Linked DNA regions of Pan troglodytes: region 2 is linked to region 1. Evidence: chromatin contacts called from public Hi-C data. All regions are on one chromosome and are shown on one strand. The core of a region is the stretch at or near the end of the contact, and the rest is flanking DNA. Distances in the headings are between cores, read along the strand shown. Region 1 holds the start of C2CD4C (C2 calcium dependent domain containing 4C). Region 2 holds the start of SHC2 (SHC adaptor protein 2).

Region 1 (6,936 bases), core at 1,616-4,115:
CAGGGTAAGTCTTCAAGCTGCACAGCTACCCAGTGGCCTCCTCAGCATTGGAGCTCGGATTGCAGCCCCCCTCCTTTTTTTTTAAACCACCTCCCTGTAGGTCCTCCAAGCCTGTTATCCTGGAGGCCACTGTGGGGCAGTCTTGGATTCAGGCCTGGCTCTGGGAAGCCCCGGGTCCCTGGTGGGGCCCCCACCTGGGGGGATGGAGGGCCAAAGCCTCCCAGCATGAGGCGCCACGACTCAGGGCGGAGAGGGGCTGGTCGATACCACCTGGGCCCCTCCTCCAGCTTGAGCCCGAATCTACAGCATCCTGGTCTCCCATCCTGGAGGGCTGCAGCGAGGCTGCTGCAGAGGGAAGCAGAAGGTTCTGTTGACCAGGAGAGGCTCCTGTTTACTTACCGATGGTGCAGAGCTAAGCAGCCGGAAGGCCCCGGCCTCTCTGCCCCTGCCCCACCCAGGGTGGGGTCTGCGTCCATCCACAGGGCAGGTGTTAGGACCCATCCCAGGTACTTTTCAGGCCTATGTTTCCCCAGCCCCCAAACGTGATAGGGTGTGGGGATGGGGTGGGGCTTCTGGCCAAGCCAGGCTGTGGTGGGGTCAGGGCTCTGGGGTGCACTTTGAGGTCTGGGCCAGCTCCCCCCTGGCTGAGACCCCTTCCTGACCTGCAGAAGCGTCTGAGGGAGAGGGCGACTGACGCCTGTCTCGCACACATGGTGGGGTGCTGTAGGCACTTTGCACATAGTGATCTGTTGAGGCCTCCCTCGAGAGCCGTGGTGCCCTGGGCTGCTGAAGAGACACAGGTCTGGATGCTTGTCCAGCGTCACACAGTGGGAAGGGTTGGCACCAGGATTCAAGCCCTGATTGACCAGCTCTGGATTCGTGTCCTAGCATGGAAACAGGCATAGTGTAAACTCAGTGCCTCACCCCCAACCCAGCTGGCAGGAGAGGCTCTGCCCCCACCTGGGCTGGGCAGGGGTGCCGGAGAGCGAACCCCCAATACCTGGGGCTGGCCTGATGTCAGGAGACCCGTCACTGCCCCTTCCTCGGACCCAAGCTGTCCGCTTCCCTCCCCAGGCCCTGCTGTCCTTGTCTGCAATGGAGGAGGGTGGCTCTGTGGCCCCTGAGGCCCCCTCCCCTCGGGCCTGCTGAAAGAGCACTGTTTCGGGGCCATCGTGGCGATGCTATTCACCCATTTGTTTGGCAAATGTTTACTGGAGACATGGCTGGCCTGTGCCTTGGGGACACTACAGGGACAGGACCTCCAGGACTCTCCTCCCGGCTCGGGCCCAGCAGGGGTGGTGGACAGCAGCCCAAGGGTGTTCTGCATGGCGGCCGGAGCTGGGGTTCGGGGGCCCTGCTAGGCTGTGGTGGGGCCTGCCCAGGCTTCCTGGAGGCGGCGGCGGTGAAGGGGAGAATTCCTCGGTGTCTGCCTCCTTGTCAGACTTCGGGGCTGCGTCGCGGTTGCCCCAGCACAAAGTGAGGGCTCATCAACGTTTGCTGGGTGAGCAAAGCTTAGATGGGGTCACAGCTCCTCCGGATTTCACTTTCCCCTCTGGACGGCAGGACTCTAACCCCTCACTGCAAGGGTACGTGGAGAGTGGGGAGGCCTCAGCCCAGCTCTCTCGCCCTCCTGGACCCCTCTTCTACCACTGTGGCAGCAGCCGCTCCTCCCAGCTTGGGCCACATCCAGACTTGGGGACATTCCCAGAATGCAGGAGGCTCCTGGACAATCAATAATTCAATAAAGCGCCAGGCATCCGCCGGCTCCGGGTTGGTCCTGGGGATGTGTTATCTTGCTGGCTCCAAGCACGAGGAGGCTGGGAACTGCTCAGCTCGGTTCCAGAACAGGAAACTGAGGCGGGGAGGGCAGGGAGGGAGGGAGAGAAGGAAACAGTGAAGGCCGGGGCTGGCAGATCACAGAAGCAGCTGGCAGGAGGGGGGTCGGGGCCTCAGGAGGGGGGCACCCTGTGGTCTCAGGAACTGCCAGGAAGCCTGGGTTTGGACCTGGTCTTGCCCCCTCTGGGTTTCTCCATCCGTGAATCACACGCATGTGCCTTCTCCCTTCGCCCCGACCCTCACGCTTTCCTGCTGTATTCCTGTTCCGGGCGTCACCACCCCTGCAGTTCTGAGCTGCACCTGTATGCTCTGTGGGCACCCTGCCCCTGCATCACCAGGGCTGGGGCCACCTCCCTCCGTCCCAGCTGTGTCCCCGGTGGCCAGGTCACTGTCCAGCATCAAGCTGGTGCTCAGGAAACGTTTGTCCATGAAATGAAGGAGCCCCCCCCCCTTCCAGGCTTCTTGGAGGGCTGCGGAGAGGTTGCCCATTTAGTAAGACCTGCTGCCGTAGCTGTTCGGTCCTTGTTTCTGGAAGGAAACCCCCCACCTTCCTCATCTACAGATTGAGAATTGCAGCAGGACCTGCGTACTGGGTTGTGTGAGAGTCAGAGACCCGCCAGGACGCTGGGAGGCTGGCAGGGAGGAAACGCTCCATCATAAACCCAGCTGCATTTATTACTGTTGCCGTCATTTAATTCGTCGCCGTTAGTCGGGAAAGCTCCTCGCCGGCAGCGAGTAGGGGGTCTGGGACCCTCTTCCGATATACGGAGGCAGGGGCTTGGGGTTGGGAGTCCGATTTCCCGGAATCTGCGGGCGTGAGCGCCAGGGGTGGCCGTCAGCCAACCGTGTCCACCTGCTTGTCTCCCACCGGCCCCCAGTCAGCCCCCGGGCCCTGGCGAGGCTCCTCCCTGCCACCAGCCTCCGGGGGCTGCGGGGAGACGGCCCCACCCCCGTCCCGCGGGGGCGGGGGCGGGGGCGGGGGCGCGGGCGGCCGTACTCGGAGGAATACGGCGGCGGCGGCGGCGGGGCTGGGCGGTTTCCCGCCGCGGGTGAATGAGTCCGACTGCGCTGCCGCCGCCGCCGCCGCCCGCATCGAAGCTCCGGCCGCGTCCCCCGCGCCAGGCCCGGGAGCCTGCGCGCCGAGACCCCTGCGTGTCTGCGAACAGACCTCCGGCCTCGGGCCATCACCCCGGGCAGGTAAGTCCAGGGACCCCGCCCGGTCTGCGGGGACCGCCAGGACCCCACCCCCACCCCAAGCGGAGTCGGGGAGGGCTGGGGGCGGGGGGACACCGGGGAGTCGACTCGCTGCTCTCTCGGCCCCAGACCTACCGCCCCTCCCTTCCCCCACCCCGAACGCCTGGCCTTCCAGTCCAGGGAGAAGCCACAGGTGGGTGGGAGCTGGGGGGGCGGAGCTGGGACACCCCGGGGGTCCACCCACATCCGTGTCTTCCCCTGGGACTGAGCGCGGAACCCTTTGGAATGAGCGCTGAGATGCTCAAAACCAGAGTGGGGGCGGGCGAGGGGCCAGTCTCCTCTGGGAGCTCCCGGGAGAGTCAGAGCGCGGCCCCCACCCCCCTGGGCTTGGTGCTTGGAAGTTAAGCGGGATCTCTCCGGAGAAAGGTGGGGGGAACCCGCCTCACTCCTGTCCTGGGCCGCCGCGCCTGGGCGGGACGCCCCCAGAGGACCCCTCCACCCCCACCCCGCTGGCAGGGCCCTGCCGAGTGGCCCCACAGGGAGCAGGTGCCCAGGGCCCTCTGCCAGCCGCCCCCCACTGCTCCTGACCCCTGCTTCTCTTCCCAGACGCTGCAGCCCCTGTCCGGGCCTCTTGCCTGCCGCCCCCATGAGAAAAACCAACATGTGGTTCTTGGAGCGGCTTCGGGGGTCTGGGGAAAACGGTGCTGCCCGGGGCGTGGGGAGTGAGGCGGGGGACAAGGCCTCCAAGGGGCCCCTGTACAGCAATGTGTTGACGCCCGACAAGATACCCGACTTTTTCATCCCCCCCAAGCTGCCCTCGGGCCCCGCGGAGGGCGAGGGACAGGCCGCGCTGGGCCCCTCCACGTCGGAACAGAACCTGGCCTCTGCGGCCCCCCGCCAGACCCCACGGAGCCCCCGGCTGCCTGCCAAGCTGGCAGCCGAGAGCAAGAGCCTGCTGAAGGCAGCCACCCGGCACGTGATCCAGATCGAGAGTGCCGAGGACTGGCCGTCCGAGGAGGCCACTGACGCCGACCCCCAGGCCCAGGGTGCCATGTCCCTGCCCTCGGTGCCCAAGGCCCAGACGTCCTACGGCTTCGCCACGCTGGCCGAGAGCCCCCACACGAGGCGCAAGGAGTCTCTGTTCCACAGTGAGCACGGGGCTCTGGCCCAGGTGGGCTCCCCAGGGGCCGGGCGCCGCCGGGCAGCTGCCAAGGCCAACGGGGGTGATGGGGGCCCCAGGGAGGCTGGCGGGGCCCTCATGAGCCCCGGCCGCTACTTCAGTGGCGGGGAGAGCGACACAGGGTCCTCGGCCGAGTCCTCCCCCTTCGGGTCCCCTCTGCTGTCCCGCTCCGTGTCTCTGCTCAAAGGTTTCGCCCAGGACAGCCAGGCCAAGGTGAGCCAGCTCCGGCACTCCGTGGGCCGCCACGGCTCCCTGTCTGCGGACGACAGCACCCCGGACACCAGCCCCGGGAGCCGGCGCCGCCTGACCCGCCGGGCCCCCCCGGAACCTGGCCCCGAGTCGGGCCAGGCGCGTGGGGAGCACACGGTCCACGTGGGCCCTCGGGGCAGCGTGCGGCTGCTGGCCGAGTACGAGGCCGGCCAGGCTCGCCTGCGGGTGCACCTGCTGGCCGCCGAGGGCCTCTACGACCGCCTGTGCGACGCCCGCAGCATCAACTGCTGCGTGGGCCTGTGCCTGGTGCCGGGCAAGCTGCAGAAGCAGCGCAGCACCATCGTCAAGAACAGCCGCCGCCCCGTCTTCAACGAGGATTTCTTCTTCGACGGCCTGGGGCCCGCCAGCGTCCGGAAGCTGGCCCTCAGGATCAAGGTGGTGAACAAGGGCAGCAGCCTCAAGCGGGACACGCTGCTCGGGGAGAAGGAGCTGCCCCTGACCTCCCTGCTCCCCTTCCTGTAGAGCGGGGACCTGCTCGCTGTCCGCTGGGGTGCAGAGGGCAGACCCCGGTCTCTCCTCCACACCGGGTGCTGGCGGGCGGGTCCGCCGGCTTGGGCTGGGGCTGGGCGGGGAGGGGCTCACACTCAGGCCGGGCTGGGCGCCGATGCTGTAGCTGACGCAGGGTTTCCTGGGTCACCCGATGCTGACTGGAGTATTATTTTTCATGAATTAATTTCTTCTTTGGGGGAGGAGGAGGAGAGGGGCCTCGGGGGAAGAGAAGGGGCCACTTCGCGGGGCAGAGGGTCCCCCTTTGCCCCTCCACACTGCCTCGCGCCTTTCACGCAGAGTTCTAGAAGGAGGTTCTCAGGGGTCCAGGAATCCGTGCAAGTGGCCAGGGCGGGGCCGTGGACAGGGAGGTGACAAGTCTTGGAGCCCACAGTCTCCTTCACTGCACGCGTGTCTTCCTCCCCCACAGCCTGCCGCCACCCAATTCCCACCCCGCGGAGAGCAGGGCCTCGCGGCGACACCAGGCCCAGGCTCTGCCCGGGACGCCCCCTCCCAGGGGTCAGGCTTGGCTCTGGGAGACCCCAGCTTTCCAGGCTCCGGTGGGGAGCGGGGCCAGGCGAGGGTGCCCTGACGAGGGTGGGCGCGGAGGGAGCAGCCGCTGCCACGGTCGGAGCAGAGGTCTTGGCAAAGGTCCCCGGGTAGGAGACGGCTCTCCTGGCCTGTTTTCCTCCGACACCGTCGCCGCTGGCTTTTTGGGTACAGGCCCGTCTGGCCATTTCTGCTGTGGCGCCGGAGGGTCTTGCTCAGAGATGCCCAGAGAGCAGCCCTATGGCCCATCCGTCCTCGCTGGGGGCTGCCACCCCGTCGCCCTTTTGTCCAGCGTCTGCAGCTGGGAGCGACACGCAGTGATTGACGGCCGTGGCTTTGACGCCACGTGTGTAAATAGGCTGTGGCTACGGTGGGTGGGTCGGAGCCCAGGAGGCAGCTGGGGGGACCTGGTTATGGCCTTTCCTGCTGCTAGGTGGCTGCAAGGCTTCCATTGTGTGGTTATGTGGGTCCTTGAATGATTTTAGGGAGGTTTCCAGCTCAGAATGATGCAGAAATGATAAGACTCAAAGCAGGGGCCAGGCCAGCGCCTTCGCCTCTCCCGGCTGCTGGTGGGCACGGGGGAACCAGGGCACATCTGTGGTATCCAGGGACGTCCCTTGTCAGCCCGTTTGCCACACGTTGTTCCTCTTGACCAGGGGAGGGTGGAGGAGCTGCTTCCCAGGACTGGAGGAGCAGCTGGGCCCCTGCTGCACGTCCGGTGGGACACACCTGTGAGCCCTCCAGAGGGAGAGTGCAGGCCCCTTCTGAGCCTGGTGTTCCAGGCGCTCCGCTCTCTCCGGAAGCCAGGGCACCCAGGGCGGAGGCTCCTCAGGCCGGGGAGGCGGGGAGGGTGCCCTGCATGGAGAGAGACGCCGGCGCTCCTCGCCTTCTCTGATGCTCACCCCTCCCAGGCCCCGTTCTCCCTGGGGTCCCCCGTTTAATAGCCCCCTGCACCGTTTGATATCTTAGTGTCTGAGGTTGACTGTGGGTAAATCTTTAAGACACTCCCCAGCTGTGTTTGTTTATAAATGCTGTTTATAGTGCAATAAAGGTGTTTCGGGAATACGGGGGTGGAGGTTGGCTTCCCTGGCTGTTTAATAACGAGAGAGTTCTGTGGTGAACTCCAGGGAGGAAGGAGGAGAGGATTCCAGATTGGCAAGGTCCTTTCCACTGCCCTCCGCATTCTCCTGCCCCGGGTGGAGGCAGGCGGGGGCAGGAGCCCAGCCCCTGATAAATCACCTCCCTTGGAGCGGCAGGTCTGGGTGCTGCTTCACGGTTCCAGCTCTGTGACTACACGGATGTCAGGAAACAGGACTCTGACCCTACACGGTGCCTACAGGGTGGGTCCCGCCTCCCCTCAGGGCAGGACCCCGTCCCCCCTCACACCCCTCAGGGCAGGACCCCGTCCCCCCTCACACCCC
Region 2 (6,936 bases), core at 3,020-5,519, 56 kb before region 1:
ATCCATCCATCCATCCACCCATCCACCCGCCCCTCCTTCCACCATCCACCCAACATTCTATCCACCCATCCATCCACTCATCCATTGACCCACCTAGCATCCACCCACCCAGCCATCCACCCACCCACCCATCCATCCATCCACTCATCAACCCATCCATCCATCCATCCATCCACCCACTCACCCATCCACCTATCTATCCATCCTTCCACCCATCCATCCATCCATCCATCATCTATCCACCCATCCACTCACTCATCCATCCATCCATCCACCCACCCTCCCACCCATTCAGCCACCCACCTACCCACTCATCTATGAATCCTTCCTTTTTTCCTTCTACCTATCAACCATTCCATCCATCCATCCATCCATCATCCACTCATCCATCCATCATCCACTCATCCATCCATTTACAAATCCCTTCATGAACCATTCACTCCCCGCTCAACCACTCACCTCCTACCTATCCTGTTCACCCATCATCTCAGACAGTCAACTGCTGGAGAGTTGGAGTAGATTTGACATGCCTTCCTTTTTATGGGGTCCCAGTCTGGTGGGGCAGTTAGATGCAGGTGCAGACCATCCCACCTCAGTGTGCTCACGTCTGGAGAGAGGGGAAAACCCAGGCTGCGGGGCTCAGGAAGGGCTGTGAGGGCTCTACCCTGGATGGTCTGGGGAAGGCAGCAGGGAGGAGGGGTGGAAAATGAAGGCATGCTTGGCCCTGGGTCCAGCTTGGGCAAAGTCCTGGAGGCTTGAAACACAGACCATGTGTATGGAGGATGGGGAAGGGAGAGAAAGGCACCCGGGCTGCTTGAGAATCGTTGTGAGCTCGAGGGTGCATGTGGGCCATGGGGAGCCAGGCTGGGTCTCTCGGCAGGTGAGGACATCAGTGCCACCTTTCCTTCCCCACTCTCTCAGGTCCGGAGGTGACGCCAGGCCCTGGGGCCTACAGCCCAGAGAAGGTGCCCCCTGTGTGCCATCGGACACCGCCGGCTTTCACCCTGGGCTGCCGCCTCCCCCTGAAGCCCCTGGACACCTCAGCCCCTGCCCCTAATGCCTACACCATGCCCCCTCTGTGGGGCTCACAGATCTTCACCAAGCCCAGCAGCCCCAGCTACACGGTGGTGGGCCGCACACCCCCCGCCCGCCCCCCGCAGGATCCTGCTGAGATACCAGGCCCGGGCCAGTACGACAGCCCGGACGCAAACACCTACCGCCAGCGCCTGCCTGCCTTCACCATGCTGGGGCGGCCCCGGGCCCCGCGACCCCTGGAGGAGACCCCCGGCCCTGGCGCCCACTGCCCAGAGCAGGTCACCGTGAACAAAGCCAGGGCTCCAGCGTTCTCTATGGGCATCCGCCACTCGAAACGGGCCAGCACCATGGCCGCCACCACGCCCTCCCGGCCTGCGGGGCACAGGCTGCCCGGCCGCTGCTGCTAGGCCAGGCCTGTTTCCCACACAGTGAACGGGGGCTGGCGGGCCTCTCCTGGGGCCTGGCTTTGGCTGGAGGGGCTAGAAGGCGAGAGGGGCTGGGAAAGGAGTCTTCCCTCCCCTTTCCTGAACTGTCCAGGTCCTTCTAGGACACCTGATCCTTCCAGTCCCTGGGGGCTGTGACCCATGGCCCTGTGCAGGGTGCAGGGTGAGTCTCCTTCCAGTGCCCCAGTTTCTTCTAGGTCACGCCAGGCCAGGCCAGGCCAGGCTGGGAAAGGGACACCTTCTGGCCCTCCCCAGTAGCTGGCTGGAGATGGAGCTTCCTGTGTCCCAGAACTCGGCGTCCAGCCCCACTAGGGCCTAGGTCCCCATCACAGCTTGGGTTAGCTCTGGTCCCAGCCCAAACTCAGGCTGGAGGCAGCCCCGAGGCCTGTGCCTTTCCCACTCCACCTTCTACAGTTGCTTAGCCAATAAACCTTTCCTGGGCTGGAGAGCTGTCAGCATCACATGTGCTTACTCATTTAACGTGTCTTTTTTTTTTTTTTTTTGAGACGGAGTCTCGCACTCCCGCCCAGACTGAAGTGCAGTGGCGCGATCTTGGCTCACTGCAAGCTCCGCCTCCCGGGTTCACGCCATTCTCCTGCCTCAGCCTCCCGAGTAGCTGGGACTACAGGCGCCCGCCACCACGCCCCGCTAACTTTTTGTATTTTTAGTAGAGATGGGGTTTCACCATGCTAGCCAGGATGGTCTCGATCTTCTGACCTTGTGATCCTCCTGCCTTGGCCTCCCAAAGTGCTGGGATTACAGGCATGAGCCACCGAGCCCGGCCTTAACGTGTCTATTGATGTCACAGAAAAGAGACCCGAACGCCGCCCTCCAGAGCCAGACCCGTAGCCCTCCAGTGCCCAGGGGGTCTGAGAGACCAGAAGAGAGACCCAGGGCAAGGGGAGGCTGGAGGTGGAGCCAAGCTTTTGAGTAGGCAGCCAGGTAGGCTTCCTGGAAGAGGCAATATTGAAGCTGGGTTTTGAAGGATGTATAGGAGCTTGAGGTATTCTAATATCTGCCATCAGTAGCTGCTTGCTATGTTTTGGATATTAATAAAGATCATCTAGACTTTATAGCAACTCAGGACCAGGGGCATCTACTGAGAGGAAATGGTGCTTTGGAGAGACTGGACATTTGTCCTGGGGCATGCTGTGAGCCCCCACCTCAGTCTGATGTCAGGATTTGAACTCTGGATGTTGGACTCAGTTCCTGCCACTGTCTCCAAGGGACAGGAAGGAAACACACCGGGGGTGCCGTGTGACTGAGCCCTCTGTGTGCCAGGGAGGGATGGTACCTGGACCACCTTACAAACCTCCCATCCAGAAAGACCTTAATCCCGGAGCTTGGGAGGGTGCGACACTGCCCCGGGACCTCCCTGAGGGATGCAGCCTGGGAGGCATGCAGGGCGCAGAGAGGGGGTGGTGGGGCTGCTCTCTCCTCAGCCCACAGCCCTCAGCCTAGGGCCGCCAAACCTGTCCCACCCTTTACCCATTAGGTGAACACATTCCAGGACCCAGCAGCCTGGATCCCCTGCATATGCCTGGACACGCACCCAGACACAGCGTCCACCCTGCGCACAACACACACACCGCGCGCAGGTCCAGCCGCGGCTCCAGCCCGACCAATCGCGCCCACGATCTGCTCCTCCCGCGGACGCGCAGGGGCTGAGTCCGACACGCGCCGCGGCAGAGACGGCCAATCGCGGCCGCGCGCCTCGCTCCCCTCCCCCACCTCCCCGGCCCCGCGGGCGGCGCCGGCTGTGATATCATCCCCTGAATTATCGATCGGGCTCCGGGCAGCCTCGCCCCTCCCTCCCTCCCCACCTGCCAGCGCGTCCCGGCCCCTCCCTTTGTTCCCGGCAATCAGCCCTGCTTGGGGCGGGGCAGGTGCAGGGGAGCTCCAGCCAAGTCGGGCCAGGAGGCTGGGTCCCGGGGTGACAGCGACACCCCGTTTTCTGGTGCAGAAGGAACCGACCCTTGAGGCCAGGGAAGGTGCGGCCGGTCTCGGAGAGGTTGAGGCTGGGGACGGAGCGACCGGCCTGGGAGGCTGAGGCCCAGAGCTCAGATGAGCTGGTGCGGGACTGGGCTCCCCAGAAGTGAGGGAGGAAGGGCCGCGACCCTCCAGCCCGCTCCCCTGGGTTACAGCCGGAGAAACTGAGGCCGGGACAGGCCGCAGAGCAGGGGCCCGGCTCCGCTCCTAGCCCCGCCCCCTCCCCACCCCGCCAGAGCCGGCACTCCTGGGTCTGAGCCTCGTCTGTGAGCCCTCGGCCGCGCCCCTTCCCCTCCCCGCGCCTGTTTCCCCACTAAGAAATAGGGGTGACCCTAAGGTACCTTCTAGCTGGAACAACGGAGAGGGAGGGGCTGACCTTAGGGTCTGGGGTTCTCTTTTCCCTGGCCGCGCCTCCCCGGGCCTCAGTTTCCCCACTAGGAAATAGGGGAAAGAAGGGATGTGGAATTTCTAAGCTTCTCCAGCTCGGTCCTTCTGGGAACTTGGGCAGCGGGCGGGGGTGGGGGGCGCAGCGGGGAGGGTCGCTGACGGGGTTCTGGGTTCAGAGCCCCGTCCCGCCTTGGCTGCGGGTTCCAGGCCAGCGCCCGGTGTCCTCGGAGGGCCTCAGTTTCCCCAGCCTCGCGGCCAGGCGCCGGGACGAGGAGGGCCGGGGTCCCAGGGGCGCAGCCCCCCGCGGCTGCGCGTTGGGCCGGGCGGATGACATCACCGGGCCGGGGGGGCGGGAGGGAGCGGGCGGAGCGGGAGGGCTTCCTCCGCGCCAGGCGCAGCGCCCGGTCGGGCTCCGTCGGGCGGCCGCGGCCATGACGCAGGGTCCGGGCGGGCGCGCGCCCCCGGCGCCCCCCGAGCCCGAGGCGCCCACCACCTTCTGCGCGTTGCTGCCCCGAATGCCGCAGTGGAAGTTCGCGGCCCCGGGCGGCTTCCTGGGCCGCGGCCCGGCGGCGGCGCGGGCGGCTGGGGCCTCGGGGGGCGCGGACCCCCAACCCGAGCCGGCGGGCCCGGGGGGCGTCCCGGCGCTGGCGGCCGCCGTCCTGGGCGCCTGCGAGCCCCGCTGCGCCGCGCCCTGTCCCCTGCCCGCGCTCAGCCGCTGTCGGGGCGCGGGGTCGCGGGGGTCGCGGGGCGCGCGGGGGGCGGCGGGGTCCGGGGACGCCGCCGCCGCCGCCGAGTGGATCCGGAAGGGCAGCTTCATCCACAAACCCGCGCACGGCTGGCTACACCCCGACGCCAGGGTTCTGGGGCCCGGGGTCTCCTACGTCGTGCGGGTGAGTCCCCCCCACCCTGCCGGGAGCCCGTTCGCGGCGGCCTCCCCTCCCCCACCCTCTCCTCCGGGACCCCCGGACCCCGCGAGCCAGGTGTCCCCTCCCCATCCTTCCTGCTCTCCCGCCACCCCGGACCCCCATCTCCGGCCGGCGCCCGGCGGCTGCCCCCACCCGGAGGCGCTGGGGTCCGGGTTCCCACGGCGTCACGTGGGGAGGGGCGGGGAGAGGGCGGCGGGGGAGGGGCGCGCATGCGCAAGTGCACCGCCCCCCACTCGGACTGGGCGGGCGATGCCGAGAGCGGCGAGCGGCCGGGGCGTCTCTGCCACCGGAGCCCCCTGGACAGCTGTTCACGAATGACAGACGGGGCCCGAGACGCTGGCCCGCGGTGGGGGTGCGGGAAGGGCTGTTTGGAAAGGGGCTGGCGCCCGGACAGACCCCAGGATTCCAGATGGGAGGCTGCAGGGACTTCCAGGGCGGCCAAAGAAGCGGCCTTTGTTTATTTATCCTGGGTCTTATGATAAATGAACCTTTTCAAACACACGGGGAAGTCGGGCGCCTGGACACAGCACGCCTCCACCTAGGAGGGTAACCTTCCCTTCTGCTGACGGGTCTGCCCCTCTCTGTGGTTTATAGTAAACCGTGTGAAGTCACCTGCAGGGGTGACAGCACCGTGCATAGTCCCCCGTCTTCTGAGAGAGCAGCTGTCCTACAGCTGCAGTCATTACGGCGTCTGGGAAGATGATCAGCCACTCCCGCACGCCACTGCCGGTGGGTGCTCCCAGCTCCTCCCGGCCTCTGCGGCCAGGAACATTAGCCTGTGTTTGCATTGGGTTGTGTCTTTGCTTTTCTGGACACTGAGTTCAGTAGGGTCCTTCCCTCTACACTGAGTTGAGAAGGGTCCTTCCCCTTACACTGAGTTCAGTGGGGTCCTTCCCCCTACGCTGAGTTCAGTGGGGTCCTTCCCCCTACTCTGGCTTCAGTGGGGTCCTTCCCCCTACGCTGGCTTCAGTGGGGTCCTTCCCCCTATGCTGGCTTCAGTGGGGTCCTTCCCCCTACACTGAGTTGAGAGGGGTCCTTCCCCTACACTGAGTTCAGTGGGGTCCTTCCCCCTACACTGGGTTCAGTGGGGTCCTTCCCCCTACGCTGGCTTCAGTGGGGTCCTTCCCCCTACACTGAGTTGAGAGGGGTCCTTCCCCTACACTGAGTTCAGTGGGGTCCTTCCCCCTACACTGGGTTCAGTGGGGTCCTTCCCCCTACACCGAGTTGAGAAGGGTCCCCCTACAATTCCTGTGCCGTAGGAGTCTGACCTTATTCGGGAACGGGGTCCTTGCAGATGTAATCTAGTTAAGATGAGGCCTGGCTGGATCAGGGGTCTCTGTAAGGAGAAGGAACTTTAGACTCAGATGCACAGAGGAGCGGGCCGTTAGGAGACAGGCAGAGGTGGGGGCCTCAAGCCCGGGCCCACCAAAGCCTGTGGGAGCCCCCAGAAGCTGGCTGCGAAACCTCACTCCCCCACGTGTGGTCCCCAGGCGCGCTCGGCCTGCGCAGTACAACCGGCTTCTGCCTCCCCAGGACCCGCTTCCGCCTCCCCGGAACCCTCTTCCGCCTCCCCAAGACCCGCTTCCGCCTCCCCAAGACCCCCTTCTGCCTCCCCGGGACCGGCTTCCGTCTCCCCAGGACCCGCTTCCGCCTCCCCGGAACCTACTTCCGCCTCCCCAAGACCCCCTTCTGCCTCCCCAGGACCCGCTTCCGCCTCCCTGGAACCCACTTCCGCCTCCCCAAGACCCGCTTCTGCCTCCCCGGGACCCACTTCCGCCTCCCCAAGACCCGCTTCTGCCTCCCCAGGACCTGCTTCCGCCTCCCTGGAACCCGATTCCGCCTCCCCGGGACCCGCTTCCGCCTCCCCGGAACCCGCTTCTGTCTCCCCGGAACCCACTTCCGCCTCCCCAAGACCCGCTTCCGCCTCCCCGGGACCCACTTCCGCCTCCCCAAGACCCGCTTCCGCCTCCCCGGAACCTACTTCCGCCTCCCCAAGACCCCCTTCTGCCTCCCCGGGACCGGCTTCCGTCTCCCCAGGACCCGCTTCCGCCTCCCCGGGACCCACTTCCGCCTCCCCGGGACCCACTTCCGCCTCCCCAAGACCCGCTTCCGCCTCCCCGGGACCCGCTTCCGCCTCCCCCGGGTCTGTGCAGATG

Evidence for each region. Hi-C and Micro-C count contacts between places; a contact is called where the count stands out from the background.
Region 2: a contact with region 1 is called in a Hi-C map of stem cell-derived neural progenitor cells, with 2.1 times the contacts expected there. The contact joins the promoter of SHC2 here to the promoter of C2CD4C in region 1. A contact is called at or near these places in 1 of 7 Hi-C or Micro-C datasets (stem cell-derived neural progenitor cells) and 1 of 1 datasets of contacts at active chromatin or transcription factors (stem cell-derived excitatory neurons).

The regions. Positions count from the first base shown.
Region 1 is chr20:2,679,688-2,686,623 of NHGRI_mPanTro3-v2.0_pri, reverse strand. It overlaps C2CD4C (C2 calcium dependent domain containing 4C), which reads left to right and starts at 2,865. Exons shown (of 2, transcript XM_016934474.3): 1 at 2,865-3,033; 2 at 3,637-6,590. The coding sequence starts at 3,677. The coding sequence ends at 4,942.
Region 2 is chr20:2,737,592-2,744,527 of NHGRI_mPanTro3-v2.0_pri, reverse strand. SHC2 (SHC adaptor protein 2) reads left to right here and starts at 4,269. Exons shown (of 12, transcript XM_054673894.2): 1 at 4,269-4,744. The coding sequence starts at 4,286. It overlaps CIMAP1D (CIMAP1 family member D), which reads left to right. Exons shown (of 4, transcript XM_054672824.2): 4 at 922-1,939. The coding sequence ends at 1,442.